2 separate regions of the Mus musculus genome follow, and region 2 is linked to region 1. A link is a contact called in public Hi-C data. All regions are on one chromosome and are shown on one strand. Each heading gives the region's core, a stretch centred on a gene start, on an enhancer-like site or on the middle of the called end of the contact. The rest is flanking DNA. Distances are from core to core; before and after follow the strand shown. Region 1 has its middle 24 kb from the start of Gm41945. Region 2 overlaps Mgat5 (mannoside acetylglucosaminyltransferase 5).

The links. A called contact is a pair of places that touch in the nucleus more often than the background predicts.
Region 2: a Hi-C map of liver shows a contact between it and region 1, with 3 times the contacts expected there. The contact joins two enhancer-like sites. A contact is called at or near these places in 1 of 484 Hi-C or Micro-C datasets (liver) and 1 of 9 other capture datasets (embryonic stem cells).

Annotation. Positions count from the first base shown.
Region 1 is chr1:127,044,930-127,051,658 of GRCm38.p6, reverse strand. It overlaps the pseudogene Gm5261. Among named protein-coding and RNA genes, the nearest start is that of Gm41945, 24 kb to the right of the region's middle. Within about 2 kb of position 5,413, at least 6 of the 459 cell types and tissues checked have an H3K27ac peak or open chromatin away from gene starts, as enhancers often do. A contact at or near this core is called in liver, where this site is marked.
Region 2 is chr1:127,352,320-127,359,162 of GRCm38.p6, reverse strand. The region is part of intron 4 of Mgat5 (mannoside acetylglucosaminyltransferase 5); the gene reads right to left. Among named protein-coding and RNA genes, the nearest start is that of Gm23734, 19 kb to the left of the region's middle. Within about 2 kb of position 3,397, at least 8 of the 459 cell types and tissues checked have an H3K27ac peak or open chromatin away from gene starts, as enhancers often do. A contact at or near this core is called in liver, where this site is marked.

The DNA.
Region 1 (6,729 bases), core at 4,164-6,663:
GGCTTCTGTCAGAGGTGTGGGCCAAAATATGGTGGCTAGGAGAGGAGGAACAGTTGGGGTTATGTTGGGCAGGTGGGGGTAGGGTAGAGGTGGGGTAGCAGTTTTACCAGGGGTTCAAAATGCTGTCCTTGCCTCTGGTGAGATGGCCATGGCTGGCTTTTTAAGCTTTTGGGAATCAAACTTAGGCAAGTACTTTATGAACTGATCTATCTCCTCAGCCATGCAAGTAAGATGTCTTTACACTAAAATATACTGTGCCTAATCGTTTACATATTACCTATGGTGGTCTCTGCTCCAATATCATCTGAGCACCTGAGCAGTTCTATCAAAGATCATATGGACCACAAAATCTAAGTCCTTGCTACCTAGCTTGTTACAAAAATGTTTGCCTACCTCTTTTGTATAATGTAGTAACTCTGTGTGTGTGTGTATACACACACACACACACACACACACACACACACACACACATATATATAGGCAACTATCACTTCTATCAAATTTTGGAACAATTTTATCACCACAGGAGAAATTTCACATCCATTAGCAGTAGTCTCCCCCATGCCTTTAACAAGCATTAATCTACCACCTATCTTTGTGGATTTTCATATTCTTGAAATAGTATATATATATATATATGGAATAATACAATATGTGGTCTTTGTGAATGGGCTTCTTTCACTTTATCTAATGTCCTCCCTCTCACACCCCAGAGGATGCCTACTATATTCCATGTACATAACTATGATAGACTTTCATTTATAAATTAGCCAAGTGAGAGATTAAGAACATGACTAGTGCTGCTGCACTTCTTCCTCCTCCTCTTCTTCTCCTCCTCCTCCTCCTTGGGAAAAACACCAATTGGTGCAGTAGGAGGGCCCAGAAGGCATGGAGCCCATAATTAGGAGGTTATGTTGCTTTCTGGAGGATATGGCAGCAGTCTTGGATGTTTCAGGGCTCTTGGAGGTAAATCCAAAGACAAGGAATGGGTGCCTGTCACCAAGCTGGGCTGCCTGGATAAGGATATGGAGATCAAGTCCGTGGAAGAGGTCTACCTTTTCTTCCTGCCCATTAAGGAATCTGAGATTTTTGGCTTTTTTTCTCAGAAAATACCTAAAGGATGAGGTTCTAACAATCCTGCCAGTGCAGACTCAGGCTGGCCAGTAGACCAGATTCAAGGCTTTTGTTGTTATTGGGGACTACAATGATCATGTTGTTCTTGGTGTTAAGTGTCCTGAGAAGGTAGCCACTGCCATCTGAGGGCCTATCATCCTGGTCAAGCTTTCCATAATCCCTGTACAGAAAGGCTGCTGGGAGAACAAGATTGGCAAGCCCCACACTGTTGTGTTCCAAGTGACAGGCTGCTGTGGCTGTGTGTTGCTGCAGTTCATCATCCTGGTTCTAAGAGGCATTGGCATTGTCTCTGCTCCTGTGCCCAAGAAGTTGCTGCTGAGTGCTGGTATTGATGACTGCTACCCATCAGCCCAGCACTGTACTGCCACCCTGGGAAACTTTGCCAAGGCTACCTTTAATGCCATCTTTAAGATCTATAGCTACATGACACCCCCCCCATCCCCGTCCCCCACCCCCCTGCTTCTAGAAAGAGACTATGTTCACCAAGTCTCCATATCAGGTCTCTATTCAGAAGATGCAGGTTCCAGCTGTGGCTAAGACATAAGGGTTTTTATAGAAGAAAAATAAAGTGAATTAAGTCTGAAAAAAATAAAAGAACTAGCCAGTGAAGGTGAGATGGCTCAGTGGGAAAAAGTTGCTGCCATGCCTGATGACAGAAGTTCAATCCTGAAAACACACATGACAGAAGGAGAAAACTGACTCCCTAATGTTGTCCTCTGATATGTACACATGCACGGTGACATGAATGTGCATACACATGCATATACACTAAGTAATTAATAGTTACACTAGATAAATATAAGTATAAATTATAACTAATTATACTGAATAAGTAATCAATAAAAACTAATAATAAAATAGATCTATCTCCCCATCTTTATAGGGCTTTTTTCAAGCAAAAGTAATTACAACCTAATAGGAAACAACAATAATGGTAAACATGGCTGTTATTTTAGCCTCTAGCATGTAGCAGACACTGCCTTTTGCAAACTTAAGTCCATTTCACCCCTATAGGAATAATAAGAACTTGATGACATGGCTTCCATAGCAAGTGACAGCATTGAAGCCAGAGCTTGGCTTTGCTTCTCTTTACAGACTTTACCTTAAAGCACATCACTATATCCCTTTCCACCACAGGAAGACTGCTTGAACGTGTGCAATAGTGGGCCTGCAATGTGGCTCAGTGGGCAAAGGTGATTGCAGTCAAGCCTGATGACCTGAGTTTGATTCCTGGGAGCCATATGGTGGAAGGAGAGAATCCACTCTGGCAAGTTTTCCTCTGACCTCCAAATGCATGGCCCCCAACAATAAAAGATAAATAATTGTAAAGGAGAGTAATGTTGTGAGCATGGACATACATGTTTACTCATACACACATATCTAACTTCATAATGATCCATGAAAACATACTTATGGGCCAATTGTTGGGTAGAACGTAGATAAAAATATAATGCTATAGTACTACTCACCCAAGAAAAATCTAGGAGTATTAGAACAGTTGGCAGCGGAGCCATTTAGGGAATATAGGAAAGAAAGATCCTTGTCAGACCTTATATGGCCTCTGGGAGTGCTAGAATGTGAGCTTAGAGGAAGCCAGGTAGGTAGTCTCTTGACTCATGACTTCCATTAGTATTTTCAAAGCTTGGAGCACAATACCCAGTGCTAAGGAGCCCTCAAAGCCAGGGAATTTTTCAGAGATAATGTGCCAGCCCCAAAGCCTTTACAGATCTTCCTGAGCTAAGATGAGTAGAGCTGCCTCAGACCTTGGGGCCCAGGACCTCAGCAATTTTCCTGAAAGCCCCTATTGTTCCAATAAGGCTAATTTCAATGAGTTCCTGAGAACAATTTAAGACATCTTTTTTTTTTCTGCCTTTCTTTCAAAGGAGCTGTGTCCATGCCAATGCCTTTGCCCATAATGGGAGAAAGAGGGTTTCTGTCCTGTTCTCCAGGTCAAACTTGCCTTGTTTAGACAGTTTCCAATCAGTTACATGTATTTTCATCAACAATTCTTATCTCTTGCTTAAAATGAAGAACCCTGCAAGGTGGGATGGGGATTTTCAAGTCATTTTAATAATGTATCAGGGCAAATTAGAGGAACTGGTACTGTAGCTCAGTTGGTAGAGTGTTTGCCTAGCATGCACAAAAACCTGCGTTCTAAGCTAGAGCACTCCAAAATCATTACAGTGACCCATACCCCAAATCCTGATTCTTGGGAGATAGAGGCAAGATCAGAAGTTCAAGGCTAGCCTTGGCCACACAATGAACTTGAGGCCAGTTTGGGCTACATAGACCCTGTATTGAGAAAAAGATAGCTAGCTAGCTAGATGGATGGATGGATGGATGGATGGATGGATGGATGGATAGATAGATAGATAGACAGATAGATAGATAGATAGACTGTAGATTGTTGCTTTAGAATCACACAACTGCTAGCCTATGCATGCATGTAACATTTAAAATGAGGCTAGTCTGAGTTAAGTCTTTCTGTGCATATAAAGTAGCACATATTATCTGAAAGTCTCAATACCAAAAAAATAAATCAAAACTTTTAGAACTTTTCCAGTGTTTTTTGTGTTGAAGTAATGCTATAAGCAGGTCTTGCCCTCCATGTCAATTCAGGTCCATGCAAAGAACCCTGCAAGATGGGATGGGGATCTTCAAGTCATTTTAATAATGTATCAGGGCAAATTAGGATCATTTTGCCTAAATGCCTTTGTTTTTGGTCAAATCATGAAGCATTCCTGCTATTGGCGGTTTCTTTTCTCTGTGTGTGCACTGTCATGTGCACGCAAGCGCATAGGTGAACATGGTCGGAGGACAACTTCCTATGTCACACATTCTTAGGCCCTCTCCACATTCTATTTTTTTTTTCTTTTTGACACAGGCTATGATTGGCTTGAAGCTCATTGAGCTGTCTAGGCTGGCTGGCTCACAAGCCTCAGGGATCTATCTACCTTCCTAGCACTGAGATTTCAAGTGTGTGCCACCATACCTGGCTTTCTTTACATGTGCTCTGATGGTTGGCCGTGGGTCCTCAACACTTGTCCTCCAGAGAATCGAGTACTTGAACAGTTGATACCCAGTTACTGGTGCTGTTCTAGAAATGGAGCCTTAAGGAGGAAGGAAGTGTGTCACTGGGGTTGGGCTTTGAGGGTTTATAATCTCACACCATTTCCTTCCCACCTCACTTCCCATTCCTGTGAGCAATCAGCCAGCTTCCTGTTCCTGATACCACTCCTATGCCTCTATCCCTCTAGGGCTCCATCCCTCTAGGATTGTAAACAAAAACTATTTTCTTCTCTAAGTTGCTTTGGTTGTGGTATCATGGTGTCAGAAAACTAACTTACATAGGGAGTCAGACATGGAGGGTATTGTTTAGTCTCTATGCTGCTATCACAATGTTGTGCATTGCCAACTAAACGTGTACTATGTAGAAACTGAGAGTCAGGTAGGAAGAGAAAATACTCAGGAAGGTTGGAGAATCCCAAGCATGGTTTTGCTTGTGAGTTTCATAGGCAGTCAGGGAGCCAGAGTGGAGCCAGAAGCTTAAGCTGTCCACAGACATCAAGATAACAGAGTGCTGGCTAAGCTCTTTCCATCATACTTTTCAGATCCCCTGTCCTTCCTGTCAGTACTGTGTATGTTTAAACTTTGCATATGTCTAAATGTGGTATGCATCTGTGTATGATTGTATGTATGCACATGTGCACATAGAGGTGTAGGTGCATGTGCATGCGTATGGAAACCTGAGGTTGACATCTGAAATCTTCCTTTACTACTCCATACTATTCATTGAGGCAGTGTCTCTCAGCTGAACCCTGAGCTTGTAGACTGGGCTAGCAAAGCTCTCAAGATTGCTCCTACGATCCCCTGTCTCAGTTTTCCAAGGCCACAATTACCTTGGAGGGTCACCACACACATATCCAGCATTTATGTGGGTCCTGGGGATTCAAACTTGGGTCTCCATATGTGCACGGCAATTGTTTTACCCACTGATCTATCTCCCAGTCCCCGGGACTTGTGTTTTCTGAAACTTCTTCATGAGCTTTATTTTAATGTGGAAAACAAATGATTTCTGGAGGTAGTAACATCTGCCATTGAAGGAAAAATAGTGTTTCAGAGAATCCTCTAGAAAATTCTCTTTGATGTTACAGAAACATTGTACCTCAAAGAGTATCCACACGTGGGATGTGGAGATAATTAATCTTCTATCCTGGCTGTTGCTGACATTTACAGCCAAAGACTTTGACAGACTCATTTCCAAGTCATCACAGTTAAAGTGCTGGTGCCCAGAAGGTATTGATTAACGAACCTGTGTGAATATTGAAGGACGTTTCTAATGGGCTACAAGAAGACTTTGCCTGTGACCTAATTCATTTTACCACCCATTTATGAGATGTAAAAGGAAAACTTTGGGGTCAGCAGGATGGCTCAGTGGAGGCCCCTTCCACCAAGCCAGACATCCTGAGTTCAATTCCTAGGACCCATACGGTAGAAGGAGAGAGCTAACTTCTATGAGTTGCCCTCTGATCACCACAGAGTGGGCCTTGGCACACACACTTTTATTGGTATAAATAAATGAAACAGAAAATTTGAAATCCAGACTTTGGAAAGTAGGAAAATATTAGTAATCGATGTTGGGTAAATAATTGCACAACATTTTCGGTTGGAGAGATGGATCAGTAGTAAAATGCTTATTATGCAAGCACTAGGGTATGAGTTTGATCTCCAGACCTCACATTAAACAAAACAAAACAAAACAAAACAAAACAATACAAAACAAAACAAAACCTGAACCTGGTAGCACACTCTTATAATCCTACCACTGGGGAGGTGGAGACAGGTGAATCTCTTAAGCTTACTGACCAGCCTAGCCTACTTGGCATATTCTGGACCAGTGAGAGAACCCATGTTTTCCTGTAGTTAAGCATCTATTTGGGGGAGAAAACAATGACCAGATTCATTTGGCTTAACACATCCTAATCACATTCCATTATCAAGGGAATCCAGGGCAGAAACCTGAAGGCTAGAACTGAAACAGAGACCATGGAGGAACACTGCCTACTGGCTTGCTCCCCATGGATTGCTCAGCTTGCTTTATTACGCAGTAAGGACCACCTGCCTAGGGTGACACCGCCCACAGTGGACTGAATCCTCTTACACCAATCATCAATCAAGAAAATGTCTCATAGACTTCCTCTCAGGCACTTTCTCACTTGAGTTTCCCTTATCTCACGTGACTCTAACTTGTGTCAAGTTGCCAAAAAATTAACCAGCACACCCTGTCTCTAAAATCAAGATTGAAAAGGGCTGGAGAGATGACGGCTCAGTGGTTAAGAGCATTTACTTCTGGTCCAGACTACTAGAGTTCAGTTCCTAGTACTCACATCAGGCAGCTCATTACCACCTGTATCTGCAGCTCCGGGAGGATCAGGCATACTTGTGGCCTCCACTAGGAGCTACAGTCATGTGCACCCCCATCCCTGGCACACATACTCACTCATATCCATAATCAAAAATAAAACTGAATAGAAAAATAAGGTGGGTGCTCCTGAGGAATGACACCAGTGGGTGTTCTCTGTTTTCTACATGTGT
Region 2 (6,843 bases), core at 2,148-4,647, 310 kb before region 1:
TTAGGTAAAAAGGTAGACAAATAAACTCTACACCTGTATGTATTAGTATTTCTTATCATTGGGGAAGAGAAAACAATATAGAATTAGAAACTATGAGAAAAGACTGACAATAGAAGACTATTTTAAGTGTATAAATTCCTTTACACAAGCTTTCACTGAAAGGGTGAATCAACTCAGAAAAACAGTCAGGAAGGAGAGGCAGAGGCAGGTGGATTTCTGTGAATTCTAGGCCAGCCTGGTCTACATAGGCAAGTTCCAGGGCAGCCAGACCTATATGAGACTTCAAAAAACCAAAAGAGGTTAAGAAAAGAACAGCAAAGACCAGCAACATGGCTCGGTGGGTAGGTACTTACTTAATGCTAAGCCTAGTGACCTGAGTTCAACCCCAAGGACACACTTGCAATGTGGAGCAGCAGAACTGATGCCCACAAATTGTGCCATGGAGCATGCAGTTCGCAAAATAAATACACATAAAAATATTTATTTTTTAAAGAAAATCAATCAATAAAATTAGCTTTAGATAATGTGAATGCCAGAGGACTGACAAGAAATTTAAAGCAGCTATGATAATATTAAAGACAAAAAAAAATCAGTGGCTGAAAGATTTATTAGCAGAGAAATGAATATTTGCAAGAACACACACATACATACATATGCACCCCACCACCACCACCACCTCCAAGAATTCCAGGATGTAAACTAGACTATCTGAAATGGAAAATTCACAAACTAAAAGTAAGAGTAAACTAGGAGATGCTGAAGAAAAGACCAGTGAACCAGACAGCATCGGAATTGGACAACAGAGGTTGAAGGAAGAGTAAGCAGAGTGTCCACGACATGTCGGAGAGGATGGGCAAATGAATGCCCAGAGAGACAATGGGCTGACAGCTAGCTTTGTCAACTTGATTCAGTAAGGAATCCCATGGGAAGGGGCTCCCAACGACAGCCTGTCTCTATCAGGTTGGTCTGTGCACATTTTTGATAAGGAATCTGTTTTCTTATTTGGGTTAACTGTGGTTGGAAGACCCAGATAGACTGCATACGAACAGGACAGTTTCACAGGACGGAGCCTGGACTGTATAAAGAAGGGTAGGGCAAATGAATTGGGCAGCAAGCAAGCAAACATTGTTTCCTGTCCTTGACTATGGCTGTGACTAGCCACATCAAGTTCTCACCACCTTGACACCACTACAGGGATGGACAAGAACCTACAATTTTAAGTCAAATAAACCCTTTTCCACTAAGCTGCATTTTGTTAGGGTCTTTTTTTCCCCATAGCAATAGAAAGAAAACAAGAACAAATGGAAAAGAAAAATGCTTGAAGAAATAATGGCCATCAAGTTTCCAAAATCATTTTTTTAAAAAAAAATCGTTAAGTTCAAATCTAATAACTCAGTGACTCACACAGAAGGCAGAGACAATTACATTTGTTATAACCAAACTGCTAAAGGTCAAAGACAAAGAAAAACATTAAAGGAAGCTAAGGAAAAACAAGACACATTACATAAAAGGCAATAAAGATAGCCAAGCCACCTGACTTCACATCAGAAAAGCTGGAACCAAACCAAACAAAGACAGATTTGCTGCGTAAGTCAAGCGAAAACTTTCTGTTAGTTCTCTACCTACTCTGAAAAATGCCAATCAAAGGTAGACAAATAAACAATGCCATTTTTAGAAAAATAAATGAGAAATTTCACCACTTGCAGACCTGTATAGCAAAAAATAAAAAAAAACAAAAATCTTGGAGGCTGAAAATGCTGCTGTCAAGTACAAGGACTTGCACTCTGTTTTTTCCTAGTGAACATACAATGCTGAGCGCTGCACTGTATGCATGTAACCCCAGCATGGGCAAGGCAGAGACGGGAGGATCCCTGGAGCTTGCCAGCCTGTCAGCCTAGTCAAATGCGTGAGAGCCAGGCCCATAAGAGATGAGAGACCTTGCCACTAAGCCACTCAATACATCAAGCAAGCAAGCCAAGAAGTGGTAGAGGAAGACATCTAACACTTACTTCCACAGGCACACAGGCACACACATGTATGTGCACCCATGCACACACAGGAGAAAATGTTAATATATGTTCAAGTAGAAAACTATAAGATGTGTGTGCATGTCTCTGTGTGTGTGTATGTTGTTTGGTTGGTTGTTGTTGTTTAACTAGAGTCTTTCTATATAACTCTGGCTGTCCCTAGTCTTGCTATCTATACCAGGCAGGCTTTCCGCCTTTCTTTGGTTTTTCAAGACAGGGTTTCTCTGTACAGCCCTGGCTGTTCTAGAACTTGCTCTGAGGACCAACCCAACCTCAAACTCAGAGATCTGCTTGCCTCTGTCTCCCAAGTGCTGGGAATAACGGTGTGTCCTGCAGCCTTGACTACCTCCGACAGGCTAGGGTTAAAGGCATGCCCCACCAGCTACCATGTCCAGCTTTCCCTCACTTCTTTCATCAGGTCTCTACCTAATACAAAAGCCTATTAGAGTATGATGAGGCTTCAGAGATTTTCAATCATATGAAGAACATTACTAGAAAGGATAGCTGATCAATATGAATTAAACATGAACTTATAATATCATAACACTTTTATCTTCATGTGACATCTTTCAAGGTCCCCAGTGTTTACATGGACCCAATGTCTACTTATACTGTGCCTTTTCCTCTGCATACATATGATAATGTGTCGTTTATAAATTAGGCACAGTAAGATTAACAGTAATTAGTGATACAATTCAGTATAGGATATACTTTAGCCAAAGTTATTAGTGTATATAGAAGAAATTATAGAGGATTTGTTCTTTTCCTTAAAAGATTTCAGCCAGGTGTAGTGGTACATGCCTTTAGTTCTCACACAGGAGAGGCCACGGCAAGAGCATATCTATGAGTTTGAGGTCAGTCAGCCCTACATAGTAAGCTGGCTCCAGGCCAACCAAGGGTACATAGTGAGATCCTGTCTCAAAAACACCACCAAAAAAAGGACCGTATTTTTATTTTTAATTACGTGTACCTATGTGGGTATTTGTGCCTGTGAGTGTAGTGTCCACTGAGGTCAGAAGAGCTGCTCGATCTTCTGGCCCTGGAGTTACAGGTGACTGTGAGCAGCCGGATGAAACCTAGGAACAACACTTGGGCCTTCTGGAAAAGTACAGAGTGGTTTTAACCTTGAGCCATCTCTCCAGCCCTCTCGGGGCTTATTCTTCATGTAGATCTTAAAATCCTCAGCACACACGTTGTTTCTTTGTCTAAGGCAAGAGCTTACAGCTGTTTACTCAAAGGAAGTGCTGCACAGCCTTTCTTAGCTGTACTGGAATGGCAGCGCTTCAAAACTCTCGAGCTTTGGGCCAGTATGAAGCAAAATAAGGGCTATCCGGACACGCATTGAGCTGAGCTGATTGCCAAGTGACTGCTGCCAGGTAGCTCGTACGGCAGCAGCAGAACACCAGAGCTCCCCTTCTAGGAAGGAGAGCACGTGGGGCCATCATACTGCATGGAACTTAAAACTCACTAATTATTTCTGCAATTTTTCCACTTACGCACACAACTGCATGGCTTTAATCCCAGCACTCAGGAGGCAGAGGCAGGCAGATCTCTGTGAGTCTGAGGTCAGCCTGGTCTACAAAGTGAGTTTCAGGACAGTCAGGACTACACAGAGAAACCCTGTCTGGAAAAACAACACCAAAAAGCTGCTGATTATTTTTGGAATCCTCTGTTAACATTTCTAGATCACGGTTAACCCAGGTAACTGAACCCATCCAAAGAAAAGCCATGGATCAGGGAGGTTACTATGTTAACTCTGGGCAAATTGTTTGTCCTGGTTTTATTTCTGTTGCTGTGCAATAGCAACCAAAGGGCTTGTTTGCCTTACCATTCCAGGATACACACAGTTCATCATTTCGGGGAAGGCAGGGCTCAGCAGCTGCTGGCATCACACCCACCGTCCAGAACAGAGAGGGACCAATACACACCTACTGCCTGCTTACTGCCTATTTAACCCTCGCCCTGCATAGTGCAGGACACACCCCACATACACTTAGGGAAGGGTGCAATGCAAACTTACCTTTTTTTTAAAGATTCATTTATTTTTATTGTATGTGCATTGGTGCTTTGCCTGCATTGTCTTTGTGAGGATGCTGGATGCCCTAGATCTGAGCCCCAGTCCTTCAGAAGAGCAGCAAGTGCTCTTAACTGCTGAGCTGTCTCTCCAGTCTCGCAACAACAACAAAAAACAACATTTTTTTTTCTTCCTAGACAGAGTTTCTCTGTGTAGCCCTGGCTGTCCAGGAACTCACTCTGTAGACCAGGCTGGCCTCAAACTCAGAGATCAGTCTGCCTCTGTCTTCCAAGTATCAAGATTAAAGGCAAACACCACACTCTTGGCTACAAACTACCATACAAGTATTGAGAAAGGACATTGTGATCCCCGCAGCAGGGGGCTGGCAAACAACCCTTATCCCAGTCCAAATCGGCTAATTGCCTACTTTTATGTTTAAAGCTTTATGTCTAGCCATGCCATTAAGTCATATTTCTACAGCTAATGTGCACTATAATGACAGAGTTCAACCACTGTAAGGAGGTTAGGATGCTATAGCTCACAGGGTTAAAATAGCTCAGTCAGTCCTTTAGAATCCACTGGCCTCTCTTTCAGAGTAGGATCATTGATCCTACTATTTAAAGTGTGTGTGTGTGTGTGTGTGTGTGTGTGTATTGAAGGATAGCATTAGTAATGACTCAATTTCAGCCACCATCTCCTTCCTTTCCTAGAACGTCTACAGACCATCTGTACATCAAAAGCAGAGTAAAAACAAAAGCTAGAACTCAGTCAGTACGCGCCTGTGTGAGGTGGCCAGAGGTTGACATCAGGTGTCTCCATCAGCTGTGCCTCATTCACGCTTTGCTTTATTTCTGACAGTTTCTTAGACATGCTTGGTGATCTTATTCAACACTCTTTACTCTCTTTGTCCCCATTCCTTTCCCATTGAATTCCTTCTTCCCATCTAATTCCCGGAGGCTACACCATTAAAGAAATGGCACAGCCTCCTGGAATCATCTGTGTCTTCATGGGACCTCCTCTACCCATGATGGACAGTTGGAGGCCCAGCCTAACACAGTATCCACAACTGCCATGTGCTCATAGTTTCTATCACCAGGCCACATCTGGGTGACCACTCTTCATGGTACCAACCACTGTTCTTCCTCCTCTTCCTCTTCCTCCTCCTCCTCCTCCTTTCCCTCCTCCCTCCCTCCCCCTCCTTCTCCTCCTCCTCCAGCTCTTAAATCCTTTCTCTGTTTCTTCTATAACATTCCCTGGGCCTTGCAGGGGAGGCAGGTGTGCCCCTTATTCTTTGGGGAAGGATCTCTCATTGGGCCTAGAACTTGCAGCAGGCCAGTGAACTCTGTCTCCACCCAGCTTCTTCACATAAGTTCTGGGGGTTGAACCCGGGTCCTCGTGCTTGCATAAGACACATCTTACTGACAGCCATCTCCCCAGCTGCCAGCATGTTCGTTCATCCTGCCCTCAGAACTAATCTGCCTTCCCTTCCTGGCTGCCAGCCAATGGGTGTCAATCCTGTCACTCGACACAAAGACGAGAAACCTTGCACTGTGGAAGCAGCTTTCACACCTGTGTGACGCCAAATCCCTTCTAACAAATCCCTCGGCGTACACACCTCTCCAAGTGGTTCTGCTTCCTTCCTGAGTTAATCTTGACTAATACAGATAGAGAAAAGTTTAAAAGCCGAAGGGAATTCTTGGGAAAGATGAATAACATAGAATTCCTGCTAGTGAGAGTAATTGAGAAAAGGAGAGAAAGTAAATCAGCAGTGGGGAGGATGGAAGCGTCATTCTATAAACCCTACAGCTACACAAGGAAAGCACGAAGCAGAAGAGCTACCTTGTAGTTGGATGGTCTTCTATTTAGAAAATGTGACAGGCTCGTGTGTTTATGTCAGGATAATTCATAAGATTCCCTAATTGGAAACAACTCACATGCCCAACGCCAGCAAAACTGATAAATCAATTGTGTTATGCTCATACAACTCAACATTATTCTCTGACTAAAATTCCAAAGAATGAACAATGAATACATGCAATACAGCAGATAAATCTGCAAAGCCTTATGCTGGGCTTAATGAAGCCCTTCCCTTACACATTCGTACTATAAAATTTTGTTTTTATGAAGCCAAGAACAGGCAAAAATTACTGTATAGTGACAGACATCAGAGTTACAACTGCTTATTGGGACTAGAGAGACCACACAGGAGGAGACATGAGAGAGCATCGGGAGGCGAAGTGTTCTTCAGCTTGCCTGCCAGGCTGCTGCGATGGACGTATACCCTTACCAAAGCCTTACCAATGCTCACCAAACTGTACACTTAAGATCTCACCTTGCACTAGACATATTTTTGCTCACACATAAGGTTTAACCTGAATCACTTTTTAAAAGGATGCTTTCTGTTTGACTGAAGAATTCAGATGACAGAATGTAATCTTCCTTCCTGTCCTCCATTTACTAAGCCCTTGCTAGGCAGCTTTCTCTGTGCTGCCATGAGCTTGTGCTGTTGAAACTTGTTATCAAACCATGCTCAAAGTTCAAGCTCAGATTTCCTCTGGAAAGAGGACCTTGGTGTCAAGTAGAACCTGTTTGTTTATAAAGTATTTTTCTGTCAGTGGTAGTACTGAGGTGTCTTGGGTGGGAGTGGACTAGTTCATTGTGTGTTCACAGTGCTGGGCTCAAGCACAGAGGGTTTCAGTAACAACCTTGGCTCCCAAAGGAGACAGCACGGGAGCAGAGTCACCAGCTCCAGGAAACAATTCACCCTCAAACACTTAAGGAAGAAAGGCTGTGATTTCCCTC